Linked DNA regions of Mus musculus: region 2 is linked to region 1. A link is a contact called in public HiCAR-type data. All regions are on one chromosome and are shown on one strand. Each heading gives the region's core, a stretch centred on a gene start, on an enhancer-like site or on the middle of the called end of the contact. The rest is flanking DNA. Distances are from core to core; before and after follow the strand shown.

Region 1 (3,268 bases), core at 467-2,966:
TTCAATGACCCAGCTGACACTCTGTCAGTCAATCTCCCGGGTCCCTATAGTAGCCGTAATTCTCAGAGAGACCCCGTTAAATATGAGTGTGGTACAAGTTCTCAAAGCACCCCCAAACGATTTCCCAGCTGGCAAGAAAGATGACACCATCCCCGGTAACTAACCTCTTGTCTGCTTGGAGTTTTTCAGTTAGTATAGGTTTCTATAGGGCTTATCTTCTAACTTTCCCAAGGCAGCTGATAAGATTCGCCAGCCCTGTTAAAGGGAGATAGGATCCAACCAGCTGTCGGGAAACATAGGCGATTACCCCAACAAGGCATCACCAGAGACAAAGGCCCTGAAAGAGGAGCCTTGCCTGCTGTCTGCCAATGTGGCTGAAATCCAGGCGCTCTGGGTCTCCCGTGGGGGCAGGGAGTAGGGGCTATGGCCATTTGCCTTGGGCCTGCCTTGTCTTGCTGAACAGGTCGTTGGGGTCAGGGGACAGAAGAAACAGGCTGATAATTTAGGGACAGCTGTGTGCTAAAGACAAAGAAAACAAAGATGCTCCTGGCTCTACCTTATTCACTGTGTCTGTCTCTGAGGATGTGGTCCCTGGTGCGGTGCTAATCAGTCCCTTGGGCTTCACTTGCCCTGGCTGGAGTCATTGCAAGGGGAGGCTAATCAACATGCCCACCACGCTTCCTGGATGGCTGGTCACCTTGCAGACAGGTGCCCTACAGTTCGGGTGCCCCCAGGTAATGATGTCTGAGGGTCAGGTGCGCGCTCATCCGCACCCACGTGACAGCTGAGAGCCGGACCCCAGGCCAGGCGAGTCAAGGGAACTGTCCCCAGCGTGTGCCCCGGTGGAGATCGTCGCCCCTCACCTGGCTCCACCCTCGGAGCGCTGCTGCGACTCGAGTCCCCAGCTCGCTCCCGCCGCAAGGCCGAGCCGGAGCCCCCCGAGAGCCTGCGGCACCGCGCCGGGCGGAGGCCGCCCTCACGGGGCCTGTCCCCACGCGGGGCTGGGCGAGCCGCCCGCAGGCCTGGGCCCGGCCGGCTCCTCCCGTGCCCGCCCGTCCCCGCCCGTCTTCCCGCGCGGGCCTCACTTAACTGTTCCCCGCTGGGGCGGCGGCGGCTGCGGCGGCGGCGGGTCCCGGCTCCGTCTGACGCAGAAGCAGCTTCTCATCGCCCGGGCGGCGCGGGAGGAGCCGGGCCCGGGGCCCAGGCGGCTGCAGCCGGCGCCGCAGCTCGAGCGCAGCCTCCCCGGGAGCGGCGGCGGCGAGGGGCGGGGCGCGGCCTGGCGGCGGCAGCGACGGCGGCGGCGGCAGCAGCGGCTCGGGCCGGGGCCGGGGCGGGAGGGGCGTGCAGCCTGCGGCGGAGCCCGGGAGCGCACCGCCCTGTGGCCCCCGGTGCCCTCGGTCCCCGCCCCCAGTCGGCCTCCGCTCGGCTCTGCTAGGCCTCGCCGTCCCCCTCGTCCACCGCTCAGCCCAGCTGTAGGTCCCTGCAAGACGCTCTGACACCCAGGCCTGCAGGCCCGGAGTGGCCCTTTGCAGAGACGCCTTCCCACCTGTCCCTTGTAGGCTTGACTGCACCCCGGGGCGATCCCCTCTGCTCTGCCCACAATCCGGCTAACCTAATGCGGTGCAGCCGGGCCTCAGACTGACCCCACTCTCAGAGCAGGTCTCAGCTTGCCCCTCTTGCTGGGCAAATGATTTACCCACAGAGGCCTGGGGGCAAGCCTTGAGGAGGGATCTAGTGTAGCATGCCTGCCCTTGCAGTGCCTGGGGAAAGGTACAGAAGTCAGGAAGAAATGGAGCAGGACCCTCAGGCTGTAAGAAAAGGAGGCATCAGCAGCCTTTGATCCCTGAACCACCTGCCCCTACACAGCCAGGCCTGCAGGCCCTGGAGGGGACATGTGCTAAACGGGATATTTAAAACAGAGGATCACACGGTAGCCGGCTTGGATTTGCTCAGGCATCGGGACTCATAGTCACACATCCTGTGCTTTTCCAAAATAGTCAGCTCCTGAAGCAAATGGTGCCAAGCAGGCTGTCAAGGAAAAGATCCCGTGGGGACAATTCTCAAATGTGTGCATACAATCCAGGTACTTGTGTCACTCAGAAACACCACTGATCCAAATGGGTTTATAACAAGTCCAAACGCACCATAAGGAAACAGACAATCTGTGTTCTTAACTGGTACAGAGCCCAGCACAGTGGTGCTCCATTTAATTCCAGCCCTTGGGATGCAGAGGCAGGCAGATCTCTGTGAGTTCAACACCAACCTGGTCTACATAGTGAGTTGCCCGAAAGCCACAGAGGATTTGAAAAGAGACCTTGTCTCCAACAAAAACTTGCTACAGGCAAAAGAAAAAAAAAACATATTTCCAGGTTTATCATAACCCTGATATCAAGATCTAACAGAGATAACACCACCAAGAACTCAAGTGCAGAGTTCCAATCCCTAGAGACCTGAATATATGTGATTTTATGAAGAATGCTTGCTGTCTAACAAAGTAAGTGTTGTGTGACACCCATCTGTCCACCTTTGGGAGACTCTATGGACACTTCTGGGAAGTCCCATAGTAAGACAAGACAAACAAAAGCCTGGTTCATTTGTTTAGGCAGCCATTTCCCAGAATCATCTGGGCCAAGAAAACCGCTCTCCCCAAAGCCTACCCGTTAACTACCCATGATGAGAATCAACACCATATCTGACTGTACTGGTTGGTTTGTGTGTCAACTCGACACGGCTGGAGTTATCACAGAGAAAGGAGCTTCAGTTGGGGAAATGCCTCCATGAGATCCAGCTGTGGGGCATTTTCTCAATTAGTGATTAAGGGGGAAGGGCCCATTGTGGGTGGTGCCATCTCTGGGCTGGTAGTTCTGGGTTCTACAAGAAAGCAAGCTGAGCAAGCCAGGAGAAGCAAGCCAGCAAGGAACATCCCTCCATGGCCTCTGCATCTGCTTCCTGACCTGTTTGAGTTCCAGTCCTGGCTTCCTTTGGTGATGAACAGCAATGCGGAAGTGTAAGCCAAATAAACCCTTTCCTCCCCAATTTGCTTCTTGGTCGTGATGTTTTGTGCAGGAATAGAAACCCTGACTAAGACACTGACATACATCATACATACATACATACATACATACATACATACATAGCTGTTGCCTATTAAATAAAATTGTAGCATTTTCTGATCCACTTGGCTGTTAAAACCAGCTCAAACTCTTCTACAGTGGTTCTCAACCTGGGGTGGTGGGGTTCACATATTAGATATTTATATTATGACTCA
Region 2 (3,268 bases), core at 341-2,840, 1.2 Mb after region 1:
TTTTGATGACTACTGACTGGACTGATGAATTGACTCTGGCACAGTGTAATCTGACGATGGAACTCATCTGAATGCCATTACAGATTAGGGAAAACAATCATGAGTTTGTGCAATTAATCCAAGTCTCTGGCTGAAAGACAAGTACCAAAGACCAGAATCTCACCAATGTACACTGAACTAATACCTAACATCTGAACTTTGTCTGAAAATAGGTCCAAAGTCCTTTCAAGGTTAAATAGATCTTTGCATAGAGTTTGCTTTCCAACAGCCAAAAATTGTGCTGCAAAGTTGCGGAGAAAGAGAGGACCATGCCCACCAGATCCAATAGTGCCTCCTGCTGGAAATGATCAGAACTTCCCATTAGGTCAAACGACCTCAGCTTCTACAAACAGGCTTCATGCTGCTTAAAAGGTTCCCCTTCATATTTAGCGTCACCACACCAGACGTTTGCATAATTCATACTGAACTGCATTTGTGCATTACTTATGTTTTCTTCAAACCGCCCTGAATTACTTAATGTCCAGCTCATTGCCAACTTTCCCAATCCTTCCTGGGGTTTGTACAAGCTGTTCTCTTTGCCAAGCAAACACCTGCCCTTGGTTAAACTCTTCTTTCAGAGTTAAGATGAAAGTTGACTTCTAAGAAGTCTTGCTTAATGATAAAAATTAGACTTATCAGCTACTGTTCTAAGTTCTTTCAAATCATTAAGGTTAACTGCTGGAAATGGGGACGATTATATGTTACATGAGAGTAGAAATTGAGGCAGAAAGGAAATTTGTAAAAGTGTTAGAAAAATGAGCCAGGAAGTTTGTGGTAAAGAAAGGAAACGTTAATGCCTGACTGGAGAACAAGGTAGTTAAGAAAGATGATGGAGAGGGTGCAGAGATGGCTCAGTGCTTAAGAGCATATAACTGCTCTTCCAGAGGCCCCAGGTTCGATTCCTCTACCCAAATGGCAGCTCACAAAGGTCTGTACCTGCAGTTATGTGGGATCTGATGCCCTCTTCTGGCCTCCGCAAGCACATGGTGCAGACAATTAGGAAATACAGTAGAAGGCTGCTCTTTGGGGCATGATCTGCTCAAGTCTCTGTAAATGCTTGCTTTAGTTCTTTTGTACTAACATAAGGGGCACTCTTGGACTGTGAATCCTAGGATCATATAGCTCAAGTGAATGGTCACTGGAGCCCAAGCAGTCTTGAGGTGCAGCCACGTCCGGCTCGATCAGTTTCCAAGTATGACAATTTGCCTCCAAAATAGTCGCGTAAAGGATAGTGTGCATCGAGACACGGGAGAGCTCAAGGCCTGCCTTCCATCATCCCAAGATCGAATGCTGTGAACATCTCCATACTGGTTCCTCCGGTTGTTGCCTTAGGGAGAGGAACGTAAGCCTTCCCCCATTGCTTCAGTGGAAAAAATCTCTCCTCACAGACTCGGCGCCCAGAGGGCTGACCACAGCCCGCCAGGTTCATACCCGGAAGCTTCGCACCCCCAAATTGAGCGCGCGCAGAGGCGGCAAGGGTGGCGGGAAGCGCCTCCGCCCCGTCCCGTCCACTAGTCCGTGTCGGGGGCGTGGCGATAACAAGCCCCGCCCACACCAAGCTGGCCCTCTCGGCAACCGGCACAACACAACAAAATGGCTGCTGTGCTGTCGGTCTCCTGAGGGGAAGTATCCCGGCGTCTCCGCCTCGCCCCTCCCGCTAGGCCGTTCCTTCCCGTGCTGAGGCGGTGAGTGTACTTCGGCGTCCGGACCGAGCCTGGGTGGCGGGCGGCAAAGGCCGGAAAGCCCTGGTCCAGCGTGAGGTGTGCCGGCTCCGGACGCATTCGGGGCGGGGGAGTGTGCTTGGAAAGGGGATTGGACGGGAAGGAGGAGGGCCGGGGCCGGCGTGGGCAGGGGAGGGAGGGCAGGGGAGGAGAGGCGTGCACAGCCTAGGTCGGGGCGCTGCTGAGTCGCAAAGTTGGGGTGCGGCGCTTAGAAGGATGAGGTTCCCGCAGAGAGGGAAGAGTGCCGGGGTGTGTCACCGTCTGCGGGATAACTGCGATGGAGATGGGCTGGCGGTCCTGAGGGCTCTGCTGTTTAACCTCAGTTCTGTGACTCTGAGCTTGTTCCTTTTTTCCTTTTTGAAGCATGTGTGGATGATGGGGGTGGGGGGACGGACACGGGACACATATCGTGATGCGCATATGGAGGGCAAAGGACAACTTTGTGGAGTCGGGTTTTCTCCACTTTTCCGTGGGCTACAGATACAGAACTTAGAACGTCAAATTAGCACAGAAAATGCCCTTACCCACCGAGCCATCTCACTGGGGCTCTGGGCATGTCCCTTAACCACTTCCTAGATGTCTTAGTTAAGGTTTCCATTGCTGTGGTAAGACATTGTGACAGAAAGCAACTCCGGGAGGAAAGGGTTTATTTGGCTCCCATGTCTCTGGTTGCAGTGCATTCTATATCACTAGACAATTCAATTATTTTGTATCCTACATCATAGTCTTCTCTTAAAAAATCTGAAATTATAAACCATCTAGAATTATTCTTATCAAATCCTCATTAAATTATTATGAGGTCCTATGTTACTTCCCCTGATTAGTAAATTATTACTTCTAAGTAATGATTCCTATAGAATTAGGGAAGTATTCAGTGGGTTCCAGAAACCTGGATCACTGAAAGATTAAGTGATGGTTCCACACCCCTGCTTCCCTCCCTGAGTTGCCATAGCTCCTGTGAAGTCTGCATGTAGAAACACACACTATCTCATAGGCTGACCCTCTCAGTGAATCAGGGTTCTGAGAATGGACAGCACTTATGGACAGAAATAGAATCTGCAAGGACAGCTTCGTTGGTTGCAGATGAGCATTTGTCTTATTTGAAGATGGTCTGATACCACACTCAGCTAGTTTTTTCAAAAGTATATTGTTAAACTGGGCTTTCAGTTTCGTTTTGTACATGAAGGTAGTATTTGGCTATAGGGAAACTCAAGGCCAAAGGAAAGCAGCCTCAGGCCAAATTCAACTTATATAAAGATTTGTATGCAACATTCTATTACAATATCCTTTTCTGATACCAACTTGTCATTGGATTGAAAACTACTTAATATACTATCTCACTAAATATTTTTTTTCCTAAAAATTAGCTGTACGTTTGAGAACTGAGGGTCTACATTAGGTTGCCCAAGGTGATGTTTAAAGGGAACAAAAAGGAATTGTGGAGGAGCGCTGACATTTAGAGGAAGTAGAGGAACATGAGCCAGCAAAGGAGGCCATGGAGTAGAACA

Evidence for each region. HiCAR-type assays count read pairs that join an accessible place to other places.
Region 2: a HiCAR-type map of astrocytes shows a contact between it and region 1, with 2.3 times the contacts expected there. The contact joins the promoter of Cntrl here to the promoter of Mvb12b in region 1. A contact is called at or near these places in 1 of 39 promoter capture datasets (erythroid cells) and 2 of 115 datasets of contacts at active chromatin or transcription factors (astrocytes and extraembryonic endoderm stem cells).

Annotation. Positions count from the first base shown.
Region 1 is chr2:33,886,230-33,889,497 of GRCm38.p6, forward strand. It overlaps Mvb12b (multivesicular body subunit 12B), which reads right to left and starts at 1,717. Exons shown (of 10, transcript NM_175184.4): 1 at 1,091-1,717. The coding sequence starts at 1,165.
Region 2 is chr2:35,107,906-35,111,173 of GRCm38.p6, forward strand. It overlaps Cntrl (centriolin), which reads left to right and starts at 1,591. Exons shown (of 44, transcript NM_001379274.1): 1 at 1,591-1,724.